Regions from separate parts of the Mus musculus genome. Here region 2 is linked to region 1. The links are chromatin contacts, called in public promoter capture Hi-C maps. All regions are on one chromosome and are shown on one strand. Each heading gives the region's core, a stretch centred on a gene start, on an enhancer-like site or on the middle of the called end of the contact. The rest is flanking DNA. Distances are from core to core; before and after follow the strand shown.

Region 1 (6,388 bases), core at 399-2,898:
CTAAAGTCGCCTGATAGATCAATAACAGATTTGCTTTGGAGCTAGCAGACAGGACAGACACTTCTCCAATGTCAACTGAACACATTTAGAGATATCCCGGGGTAAAGGTTTGTGTCCAGCCTGGACAGCTATCCTTGTCCTGGTGGTCCTTTGGCTCGAGTCCTTGCGAAGGTCCCTCGCTGGAGTTCACAGGATACAGCAATGTTTTGGAAATGGGAGAAAGCTGGGGCAAGGCATCTGGGAAGTTCTCTAGAGCTGGAAAAGGAAGGGAAGGGGCTTGCCCCAGGAGCCCAGAAAAGAAGGCAGTCCTGCCAACCTGACTGTTGGAACTTGGACTCCAAACTGGAGGGTTATACACTCGCCTCTCAAGATGCTAAACTTGTACTCCTTCATCATAGTAGCCAAAGGAACCCAGTATGCAATGTGCTCTGGACCCTTGTTCGGCCCTGACTGCCCTGTCCTATAACTGTGGTCAGGTGAAAGGTCATTTACATGCCAACACATACTTTCCACCATGCCTATGGCTGCATTTAAAGTATTTGTAATTAGCAGTTAAAAAAAAAATGAGCTGGGCGTGGTGGCGCACGCCTTTAATCCCAGCACTCGGGAGGCAGAGGCAGGAAGATATCTGAGTTCGAGGCCAGCCTGGTCTACAAAATGAGTTCCCGGACAGCCAGAGCTATACAGAGAAACTGACTCAGGGGGGGTGGGGAACTATTCTAAGCATTAGCATCTCTGCCTTGGTTTAGGAGCAAAGTGCCAACACACTTGTTTGTGTGCACGTGCGCTTGTCACACGCGCACATGTCATAGTGTGACTGTGGAGGTCAGAGGACACATTTTGGGAGTCAGTTCTCCCCATGCCCCATGTGGGTCCCAGGGATCCAGCTCAAGGTGTCAGAGTAGGTGGTGGGCACTTTACCTGCTGAGCCATCTTGCCAGCCCCCATTTTCCTCCTTTCTTTCATCTTGTCTTGTCTGGAGACAGGGTGTCATGAAGCTAAGCCAGCCACACATTTACTGTAGCACATTACTGTGTAGCCTAAGCTGGTCTTGGATCTGATTCTCCTGCCTCCATCATCTCCTCTGTGTTGAGATCACAGTTATGTATCACCACACCCAGATTAGTGGCAACAGATTTGCAAGAACAGAATTCAGTGTTCTCTGAAGTGCTTGAAAAGTAGCCTTTAAAGAGGAAACTTAAACCCAGGGACGAATATCACAGGATGAGATATGATTTCTCTGACATAGAAAGAGTTAACAACATCCCTGCATAGGTCTCCTGAAGGAAGGAAGTGGCAGAGTACAAAAGAAACACCTACAATATGCTAGCTGTCTTAGAGTTTTACTGCTGTGAAGGGACACCATGACCTTGGCAGCCCTTATAAAGGAAACCATTTAACTGGGGCTGGCTTACAGTTTCAGAGGTTTACTAACATCATGGCAGGAAACATGGCAATATGCAGGCAGGCATGCTGGAAAAGGCTCTGAGAGTCTGCATCTTTGATCTGACTGCAGCCAGGAGAGCCTGACTAGTGGACAGCTAGGAGGAGGGGCTCTTCCACACTGGGTGGAGCTTGAGCATAGGAAGAGAACTCAAAGCCTACCTCCACAGTGAAGCACTTCCTCAACAAGAGCACACCTACTCCAAGGCCACACCTCCTAATAGTGTCATTCCCCATGGGCCAAGAAGTTACACACATGAGTCTACAGGGACCAAACCTATTCAAACCACCACACTAGCCAAAGAAATCATTGAAAATGAATGAAAAGTTAGCTTTCTATGCTATTTTTTATTTCTAAAAATGATCCCCTGTGGTCCTACTAGTTGTTGAAGAAGAAGAAGAAGAAGAAGAAGAAGAAGAAGAAGAAGAAGAAGAAGAAGAAGAAGAAGAAAGAGAGAGAGAGACATTCTGTAGAGACATTAAATGAACAGGCACTGGAGTTCTTACCTGAGTCTCCTGATATCAAGTCTATGTTCTTTTTTAAGATTTATTTATTTATTTTATGTATATATGAGTACACTGTAACTGTACAGATGATTGTGAGCCTTCATGTGGTTGTTGGTAATGGCATTTAGGACCTCTGCTCACTCCAGTCAACCCAGCTTGTTCTGGTCGGTCCCGCTCGCTCCGACCCAAAAAATTTACTTATTGTTATAAATAAGTACACTGTAGCTGTCTTCAGACGCACCAGAAGAGGGCGTCTGATCTCATTACAGATGGTTGTGAGCCACTATGTGGTTGCTGGGATTTGAACTCAGGACTTTCAGAAAGCAGTCAGTTCTCTTACCCGCTGAGCAATCTCACCAGCCCTCAAGTCTATGTTCTTTATGTTCTCTCTGCTAACTTCAAAAGAAAAACAAACTCTCATGTATACGAGCTCGGCGCTCGCTCGCGCGCGTGTACACACACACACACACACACACACACACACACACCAGTCAGCAGGTGCAGGTGCTCCAAAAATAGCAGCTCCTGAGATGTTTTAGTCAGTACTGGATCTAGTTTCTGAAAATATTCACTGAGCTTATCTCCTCAGTCTTCTTTAAACCACAATATCCTGGTAAGGGATACACATTCAGATGGGTTTCCGCTGTGAGACATGAGGCAATGAGGTCTTGAGCGCCCTCAAGAGGAGGAGTTAAGAAACGTTTGGCCTTGCCTGGACAGCTTGCCCAGATGTTTCTAAGCCAGTTTCCCTCAGCGAACCTGTGAGGAGAGCATTTTAAGCCGTCAGTAGGTAAGTCAAAGCAGAGAACACATTCGCATGCTTTGTAAGCTACACAGAGCTGTAGAGGTTTCGAATACTATTATTTGGGGGCTTAGAAGAATTTTCTCAATTTCCATACCTATATATTCTAAGCCCTCAATTATTTGCTACTATGTACAAGCATTTATAATTTTATTATTACAGCAACATAATTTTCTGTTATAAGTATCAACCGGATATTTTTTTCCATGTTGGTGTAAATCTAAGCTCTACTAAAGAAAGAGTTACATTAGAATGAATAGCGTGAAGGCTGTGATTTGGAGAATAAGAAAAGCACAGTTTGTTGACTGGAAGTGGAGCTCTGTGGTAGCAGTCTTACCTAATGCTCACAACGAAAGCCCTGGTTCAATCCCCAATATTACCAGAAAAAAAAAAAGAAGCAGAAAAAGAAAATCCCAATTATGGGCTGTGGAGATGATTCAGTCAGCGAAGCACTTCCTCACAAGCAAGGATTTGAGTTTGAGGCTCAGAACTTACAGGGGGAAAAGCCAGTCATAGTGACACAGGCTTATAATTGCATGATGGGTAGGGTAGACCCTGGTGGGGCTTGTCTTGTCTTGCCTGTCTACCATACCCAGCAAACATGAAGCCACTGAGACACCTTGTCTCAACAAAAGGGTGGATAGCCCTGAGGATTAATACTCGGGGTTGTCTTCTGACCTCCACATCCACATGTGTGCACACTCCCCCGCTCATAACACACAGACACACACACTCACACACACCACACATGCTTCACAGCTGTGCCTCCTATTGGAGTCACTACTCGTTGGCTGACCCAAGCCCCCATTCCTCTGTTTTATACACATCGCTGAGGCAAGGACAAAACACACCAAAATATCTCTGCACAAATGCACAAACCTACATGTGCAGACCCAAGTACTTTACCTTAACACCATCTGCTAGGCCATTTCAGCTCAGCAGGGCTAATATGCTTCATGTTATGGAAAAGCAGATGACCAGCTCCACACACATGCATGCTTACCTATTCAGATGCCTCAAAATACCAAGCGGCATTTCATCTCAGCAGGAATTCCCGGAAGTTGGAAGCTGCTCTCAAAGGAATTAAGACATGCCTGGACCAGAGGTCTTAACCTAATATTGTCCATTCTTCCCACATTCCCTGGAATGATGCTGAGGACACACAGGTATAAAGGGGAGGCTCAGGCAGGGGAGGGCTGTGTATTTAATCATGCCCTATCCACGTTACGAGGACACATACTATGAGAACAGATGTACTACACAAACAGATCTGCTTGGGAGACCAGGAAACCTCGGCATGGATGCTTTTCTTTTACCTTATCTTGGCTACAATCAACTCGAATAACAACCTCATTTTGAAATTATTGAATTAAGGAAATACACTTTTTCTATTTGTATTTCTATGAGTGCGTGTGAGTGTGCATGTGGCATATGTGTGTGTGAATATGCACATATCTGTGTGTGTGCATGTGGGGATCTGAGACTGGTGATGGGCATATTGTTTTCTCTTAGCCATTAGGCATGTCTCTCAGTCAAACCCAGAGCTCCCCAATAACTAGTTGCGCTAGCAAGCTTGTTCTGGGGTTCCCCTGTCACCTTCTTCTGGATCTGGGATTACTGGTTGACACACAATTGACCTTTATGTCCTCAGATTTGTAAGCCAAGTACCTAGCCACTGAACCATCTCCCCAACTCCAAGAAATATGTATTTGAGGAAATCACAGTCTGCTTTCCAATCACTCCCAAGCCAACCCAGAGAGTTGGCTCAGGGAACCGGGTGGTGGGAATAGCGGATGGGGGGGAGGGAAGATCAATTGATCTCTGTTGATAAGACAGTGGTTACAATCAAATGCCCTGATGCCTTCTGCTGCCTGCCTCACAGACCCACCAGAAATGGCAAGGGCCTGGGTATGATATCCATCATATCTCAAGGGTTTTATGCTTGAGAGGAATACCTCATGATGGACTAGAGGTTCTATGGCACAGCAAGATGAATCCTCCAGGAGAGGTGCTTGCTGTCAAGTCTGATAATTTGAGTTCAATTCGTGGGGGAACCACAGGGTAGAAGAAGATAGTAGAATTCTGTCCTTCTTACACTCATGTGCATGAACTCACACAGCCATATATGCAACGGCATGGCTGAGGAGAAGCTCACTTGCAAAGACTTTAAAGGTCCCAAAAACCAGAACACACATCACATGGTCCGATAGAAGCATCAGGAAGAATTGATGCCTGATATATTTTAAGTCTCTGAAATAATTTAAGAAAGGAAGTATTAGTTGTGTTAATCTCTCTCTCTCTCTCTCTCTCTCTCTCTCTGTGTGTGTGTGTGTGTGTGTGTGTGTGTGTGTGGAGGGTCATGTAGCTGAGGCTTGCTTTGAATTATCTTATGTAGCTGAGGCTGGCCCATAACTCACAAGTGCCTGGTTCCCCTGTTTTCTTCAGAAGTCAACTGCTCTATCACAGGACTCTCTTCTATGATACTATTTTACTGCAGTTAAAAAAAGTAATCCCCTCCACCTCAGACTGCATGAAATTAGAGCAAGTGAAAGGGCAGAGAGACCGAGAAGCAGTAATATGCTCCTCTGCGTGACGGCCAGGGTTGTTAAAAGGAAAAGCAAACGTCGTCATACATTTCCCTTTTTAACCACAGCCCAGCAAGTGGTCAAAATCAGTACAGATATAAAAATAGGGCCTCGGCACCCAGTTCTCAATACCATGTATTGCTTTAATGTTTACATAGTCCCTTTTCCCTGGAACAATTTACATAGAAGACTCTTTCCCTCGGTCTCTATGTAAAGAGGTAAAGCAGGCCAAAAAAGCACATAGCCTGCGATCTCAAGCATGGCCACATAATAAAACTGTACCGGCTGTGCGATGAGACTCATTGCTGGAGGGGACTGGACTATTATTAGCACTTGAGGGCAAATATGAGATCTGGCAGCTCCTTCATTAGCCAGCCTCACACATGGTGGGAAAATGGCTCTTCATTTTCTGAAAACTAATCTCAAATACTGAATGTCTATTTTGGCTTGTGGTATACTGGCGACTCAAAAATGTTTAATTATCCATGTGTTTGGAAGAGGTGATATACACATGGAATTTATAATAAAGAAAATGCTAAAGAGTTTACAGGGGAACGCCTGTCTTGACCTCGCTCTCCAGGGAAAGCCTGCTGTCTTTTGTTTTATTCACAAAGATTTCCACGCACAGCCGTCCAAGCTATGCTTCCTTTCATCCTTCCCCGATGCTTGGCTATGCTACCACACTTACACAGATAATGAGCTTCGGTCTATTTAACAGATCAAGGTAGAACCTCCTCAACACACAAAATGCCTTGATTTTTACCTTAACAACACTGTTTCTAAAACTACTGCCTTATACTTTATAATCCATAAAATGTACCCACTTGGGGGACTAAAGGAATAGATCATTGGTTAACCCAAATTCCAATCCCAGCATCCACATGGCGGCTCACAACTCTCTGTAACCCCAGTTCCAGGAGATCTGACACTCTCTGCCAGGCACCAGGCACACACACACACACACACACACACACACACAGTGCACTGACATAATGTAGGCAAAACATTCAGGTACTAAAAAATGATTTTTTTAACTCGAATGCACAATTAA
Region 2 (6,312 bases), core at 2,005-4,504, 170 kb before region 1:
CCAAATGCTGACACCATTGCATACACTAGCAAGATTTTGCTGAAAGGACCCAGATATAGCTGTCTCTTGTGAGACTATGCCGGGGCCTAGCAAACACAGAAGTGGATGATCACAGTCAGCTATTGGATGGGTCACACGGCCCCCAATGGAGGAGCTAGAGAAATTACCCAAGGAGCTAGTGGGAACTGCAACCCTATAGGTGGAACAACAATATGAACTAACCAGTACCCCGGAGCTCTTGACTCTAGCTGCATATGTATCAAAAGATGGCCTAGTCGGCCATCACTGCAAAGAGAGGCCCATTGGACTTGCAAACTTTATATGCCCCAGTACAGGGGAACGCCAAAAAGGGGGGAGTGGGTATGGGGGACCTTTGGGATAGCATTGAAAATGTAAACGAGGAAAATACCTAATTTAAAAAAATTACTTAAAAAAAAATCTTTGGTTTGCCTTTGAGTTCCTTTTTAGAAAGTGCTGTCTGAGAAAAACCCAAACAGGCCATGATTGTCAGAGCTCAGGAAGTAGAGAAAGCTGAAAGGGAGTCTAAGCCCTAAGCCATCTCAAGGTTTTCCTTTGATCCAGAGCTCAGGGGGAAAATGGGAAGCCACTGAAATAGAAAGTGCCCCAAGAGGATTCCCACTGCACTGCAAAGCTCAGGTATACAAAAACCTGCAGTCTGCTAACAGCTAACTGGAGAGGGAGTCCATACATTCTGTGAAATTCCTGAATCATCTGGCAAACCTCAAACCCAGTGCTAGAAATCTCAGTTTCACCCACAGCACTTTGCACCGGCTACCTTTATCCTTTACATGGACAACCCCTGTCTTCCGTGATTATCTCCAATCTTTATCACCTATCTTCACATATAAGAGTGCATCCCACAAGGCTGGAGTGTCCTAAGTACTGCATAGGTTGTCTGGCAGATGAGCTGCAAAAACATCACCAGGCCACTTCTTGTTCCAGTTTACTAAGAGCACTCTCACCACTAAAATGAGTTTCCAGAAATTACTCATAAAATAAAAATTGTATTGCTTCTTAAACAAAGCATAAGAATGTTAAAGTGTGGCAAGCATAAATAATTTGATAACTTCCTATTACTGGAATGTGAAAAGTGCCCGAAAGACAAGGCAGGAAATAGGGTCATGTGTTTCCCATTCCATGTGGACCAAAATACAGATTGAAGACTTTTAAAGAAAGGGATCTTTACTGCAGACAGAAATGGGAGTTTGTTCTCATCTCTCCACGTTTACTGTCATAGCGCACCGTGATTGTACACGAAGCTTTACGGGCTCTCCCAGCACATTCCTCACTCTCTCCTTGTCAGTGAATGCCAATTTCACATCTACTGGTAACTCAGTTCACTGCTTCCCTCTAAGTCTTCCAAGTCTTAAATTCATCCTTCCACCCAAAAGAAACATTCACCTTGTTTTAGGTGATACCAAGCTTATTTATACCCCACCCACTCTAACATACACACCTAAGGTTCACTAAAGTTGATCTTCAGGCATCACATCATATGATCAACCAAAAGGCATCTTACGAGACTTACGACCTATCCCTTAAGAGCCATATATGAATGCCACTGCTCAAAGCTCTTTGCAAACCTTCCTCTATATGTCTTAGGATGACCTTCTGTTCTCTTTGGTGACAGAGAAACCAAGAACTGGACTGAAGCACACCATCCTTGTGTCTGTCCTTCTCCACCCTAAATTCAGCTCTAGGCTAAATATGAAGGGGAAACAGAATAAAAGCAGAGACATTCCACCTCTATGGTCAAGAAATTTACACACAGAGTCAATTTAGAAATTTTCTAATGTTCATTACAGATGTATAGCAAGCAAGGAAGCATAAGCAATGTTTATAAATCAAAGGAGGAAATGAGCACATGGAATTGGACATAACCAAACTCTACAAGACATCTTTGGAAATATGCTTTCAAGGACAGGCAGGACAGATGCCAGGCTGGCCTGGGAGTGGTAAAGGGAGTGACAAGAGAGTGAACTGTATTTCAGAGCCTGGCAGTGGGTTTTGCTTTGCTTTGGTCTCTCCCCTCCCCCTCCTTTAGAAAAAAAAAACATTATGGGGGCTGGAGAGATGGCTCAGTTGTTTAGAGTACCACTGGGTACTCTTCAAGAGGACCAGGGTTCAATTCCCAACACCCACATGGCTGCTTACAACTGTATGTAACTCTAGTTCCAGAGGATCCAATATCCTCACACAGATACGCATGCAGGCAAAACACCAATGTACACAAAACAAAAAATAAAATGAAAAAAATCACGCTGTTCATTTTTTTTAAATGAAAAACTTGTTTTCTCTTTTTCCTACTACCGATTCTCGGTTATGAATCTCCGTGTCATGTTTCCTGAGTGGTCTCATTATGTAGTTTTGTTTTTCTTTTTTTTTTTTTCATCAAACCTTCAACCAAAGAGAAATGACGAATTACCAGTTTCACTTCTTTCTACAAGTTGCCGCAAAAGCCTGTTACAAAGAAGTCCGTATGAATAACAAGAAGTGGTGACTAAAAGCAGGTCCCACTACATTCTCTCATGTGCTCACTCACAATGTATTTAATGGTCTCCCTCACAATGGTAACCATTTCTGGGGGACCTGATGTGTACCTTCTAGGAATCTGAGCCCAAAGTGGATAAACACAACAAAAAGTAAGTAACAAAGGTCATGAGGTCAAGTGTCTCCTTAGGAAAGAGAGTTATACTGTAGGTCTCTAAGACAAAAATTAAAGGTAACCAAATGCACAAAAGTTAATGTTATAGTACTACTTCTATGCTTTAAAAAAAGTCCTTTACAAACTATTTCCTAGTATTCTGTAAAACTGTCAGGGAGTAAATAATCACACTCAAAGAACAGCAACAAACATCAATAACAAATCACTACTGAGAGAAATGTTGACCAGATATCTGATGTTACACTTGGCTTGTTATGTGTGCATGTTTTCAGTGTTATTTACAGTAGGAATAATTCATTAATAATCATATGTGAACTTCATGTCACTTATAATATAAATGTCTAGTAATAATAAACACTGAAAAAAATAACAAAATGACATGAATAAATTGAAATCTTTTGGTAGTAGCCAAATACTACTGGCTTCAGTTCCTACAGGTGTGGATCAAGTCTGGAAGTAGGCATGGTTCCCATGTGCAATGCACAATGAACTGTATAGAGACCCATGGGAGTTACAGGACAGGGAGAGCCAGAAGGACTAGGAGGTGCCCTATCTCCTCTGTGGCCTGCCTCCAAGAGGAAGGAACTTTTTTTATGAGTCAACACAGTACCTGACTCTCTCAAGACTGTGTGTGTACTTTTCAGAATATCTCCAGGCTCAATGAAGCACAGGGAGAGACTGGAGGTGGATTCAGCTCTTTCTGTTGCTGTTACCTTTTATGTGGTAATTTCTAGAACGTTCTCCCCAGTTTCTGACTCTCCTGCCACAATTTCCTGGAGAACTATAGTCCCAAAAGTCTTTCCTGGGTACAAAAACGTGACAATCAATCACCTTCTATAATTATGCCCATGTAGATGAGGAACCACAAGACTCTGCCTATCTTACCTATTGTGGGAGGAGGTTTTGGTTTTGTAGGCCTAGGAGTTGCCTGGAATTCCTGAGTCATTGGGAGTTTAGTTTGAAATCATTAGACATCCCAGAAGAAACAAATTTCACAAGATTATAATGTATAGTTTAAATAAGAGCAACATGATTAAGCTAGCCAGCGATCTTGGAGAAGATGAGAGCAAAACAAGCCATGGCTATATTGGCTTTGGGAAAGTCATGTTCGCAGGTTGCTTTCAGGCGTATGATTCCCTTGTGTTGTCAATAAATAAATAAATAAATAAATAAATAAATAAATAAAAGGGTACTATTGGACATAGTACTAAATGGACATAGTAATTAACTGCTCCCTAAGTTCTTATCACTACACACACAAGATAACTCAGCAGTTTTTTGTTTGTTTTTTTTTGTAGTGGATGATGTTAACACAGAGACCAACTCTGGTCAACATGCAGAGAAAAAGAGCAGTCAGCTATAAATGGGTAATCTACATCACAGTCCTTGCACTGAGGCTCAAGGCTCATCAAAGAATACAAGGTGGAAAGATTACAAGAGCCAGAGTGAGTGGACATCTGCAGAAAACTACTATTTAAGATGACAGTACGGTTGCACACAAATAGTCAGAAATGCTGCAATGACACTGAGAAACAGACACTCTAACTTTGAAGTTAACTGTTAAAAACACTATCTTATTAACAGTAAGATGTAGTTGGATTCTTCTTTCTGGGTATTAAAAATCAGACATAGAATCCCAATGGCTGATCAGCATAGCTTTCTAAGCACATTGGCCACTTAAGGGATGAACTACTCTCTGCTCCTTGAACATAACTACCTCTTCCTCAGTACAGTCTCTACATGCAGAGTCACAAAAGGCTGCATATCCCCAGAATCATGCTTGGTCACTGCCTCAAAGTGGGAAAGGAAGGAACAAGACGACCTCTCAGATCCTCTTGAGAGATACTCCTAGACATAATGAGGCAGATTCTCCGAGCTGATGCATATGACTCAAGTCCAACATACTGACATCTAGATGCCATAGAGTTTTGGCCTTAAACCTTGGTTCTTATGTCTTGGTTCAAAGATGAGTGTTTTCATGAGGAAAAACTGATCCATAAATTTCAAATCAAGTAATTTATTTTGAATAGACCCTTGAGCTTAGAAGAAACACACTAAATACCATGAAATTTTCACAGTCTCTTTGCAGATAATGTAGGGGATGAAGTTCACTTTTAAAAGAACTGCTCTTATGTAAATCTACCCAATGGATAACTACAGGCCATAATTTTAAAGGCAAGAAACCTTAGAGAAAATTTTTGGAATGCTAGCTGATACTGTTCTCACTATAAAGCAAAGCCATGTTATATTGCCTTCTGAAGAGAAAAATGTATATACACTATCCCTGTCAAAATAGTGAAGATACCATTCCCAAATGGTCTGGTTTCCCCGTCCCTTCCAAGAGATTCTAGCGCTTGTGCAGGCTCACCTTTGCAGTTCACCAAGTCCTCTGGCAGCTGGGAGGGTGGGGGTTTGCCTTAGGAAGTTCTGTTTTAAGTTGAGATGAGTAAGGTCTTGGCTGTAAAAGAGGTTGGCAGGCAGATGTTCAAGGCTACAACAGGAGAGGTCTACTGAGCTTATACGCTGTGATGCAACCTGGAGAAAAAAGAAAAGAATACATGGAATTAATTGTTTACACATAGAAATGAGACATTCCCTTTTGGGAACTCAGGAACAGCATGAAAGTCCTAATACAAAGAGATGAAGCCTATATACACTTGGCACAAAACAGCCTGCTACTGTAAAAACTGCCCGAGAGCAGGCCTAAAGCAACCTAGCACAGGGCTCCGAAGAACGCAATGACCTTTTAGGTTACTGATGTCACTAGTCTCTCCTACAGGTGGTTTTAATCAAGAAAACAATACAAAACAAAAACAAGTAAGAGGATTATGAACAAACTGACACAAGAGTTTAAAGGAAATACACAACCATGCACTAGACAGGAAGACAGATGTGGTGTGTGCTGATTTCAGTGAGATAACTACACATTGATTGTGCTTTGCCTCATGTAGATGCTTCGCACAAAACAAAAAGTCTATCTAAATGATTATCCAGATATCCACTGCCCTCCTCGTTAAATAATCCCTACCAAGACCAGGATCCCAGCGCTACAAACCCAGATGCAGGCTGCAGAAACAAAGTGCTCTGGGTAAGCTCAGTTCTTCAGGAATTACAAGCCCCATTTATAATGAAAGTGAAGAGATTTAGCCCACTTCAAATATCTTGGTTCTGTCTGATAGCAGATGTTGTAACATCAGAGTTCTAAGCCTTTGCCTAACTTAGTTTTACTTTGCAAAAAAAAAAAAAAAAAAAAAAAAAGAGAGAGAGAGAGAGAGAATAAATGAAGGAAGGAAGATTTTACTCTTTATCCTTGATCACCCTGATGTACTGTACTGTTACCGAATTCCAGCTTTCCCCTAACCCAGAAGAGGCAGAGCAGAGTCCTGGGAATGTGGCTCTAGGCCCAGACGGCACAGATTCTCATCTAAGCACCACAGCCTCTCCTCTGCGCTGAGATAGACAGACAGATCATTGATCTCTTCTGAGACTCGGCTTCATGTCTATGTAGCAGTATTAAAATGGCACCTAGTCCTACCTTCATAGCTCAGAAAAACCATCAATAAATGCTGCTATTATTTTTATTGCTGCTGCTACAAAATAGAATTACTCATAGTTTATATTCACTA

Evidence for each region. Capture Hi-C pulls out chosen DNA fragments and counts their contacts.
Region 2: a promoter capture Hi-C map of adipose tissue shows a contact between it and region 1. The contact joins two enhancer-like sites. A contact is called at or near these places in 1 of 15 datasets of contacts at CTCF or cohesin (CD8 T cells), 4 of 484 Hi-C or Micro-C datasets (CD4 T cells, LSK cells, macrophages and 1 more), 4 of 115 datasets of contacts at active chromatin or transcription factors (CD8 T cells, effector CD8 T cells, large pre-B cells and 1 more) and 2 of 9 other capture datasets (adipose tissue and liver).

What each region holds. Positions count from the first base shown.
Region 1 is chr1:106,148,186-106,154,573 of GRCm38.p6, reverse strand. It overlaps Gm20753 (predicted gene, 20753), which reads left to right. Exons shown (of 3, transcript NR_040630.1): 3 at 1,827-1,949. Among named protein-coding and RNA genes, the nearest start is that of Gm20753, 20 kb to the left of the region's middle. Within about 2 kb of position 1,648, at least 38 of the 459 cell types and tissues checked have an H3K27ac peak or open chromatin away from gene starts, as enhancers often do. A contact at or near this core is called in CD8 T cells, where this site is marked.
Region 2 is chr1:106,317,758-106,324,069 of GRCm38.p6, reverse strand. It overlaps Phlpp1 (PH domain and leucine rich repeat protein phosphatase 1), which reads right to left. Exons shown (of 17, transcript NM_133821.3): 4 at 5,055-5,221. Among named protein-coding and RNA genes, the nearest start is that of Phlpp1, 150 kb to the right of the region's middle. Within about 2 kb of position 3,254, at least 61 of the 459 cell types and tissues checked have an H3K27ac peak or open chromatin away from gene starts, as enhancers often do. A contact at or near this core is called in CD8 T cells, where this site is marked.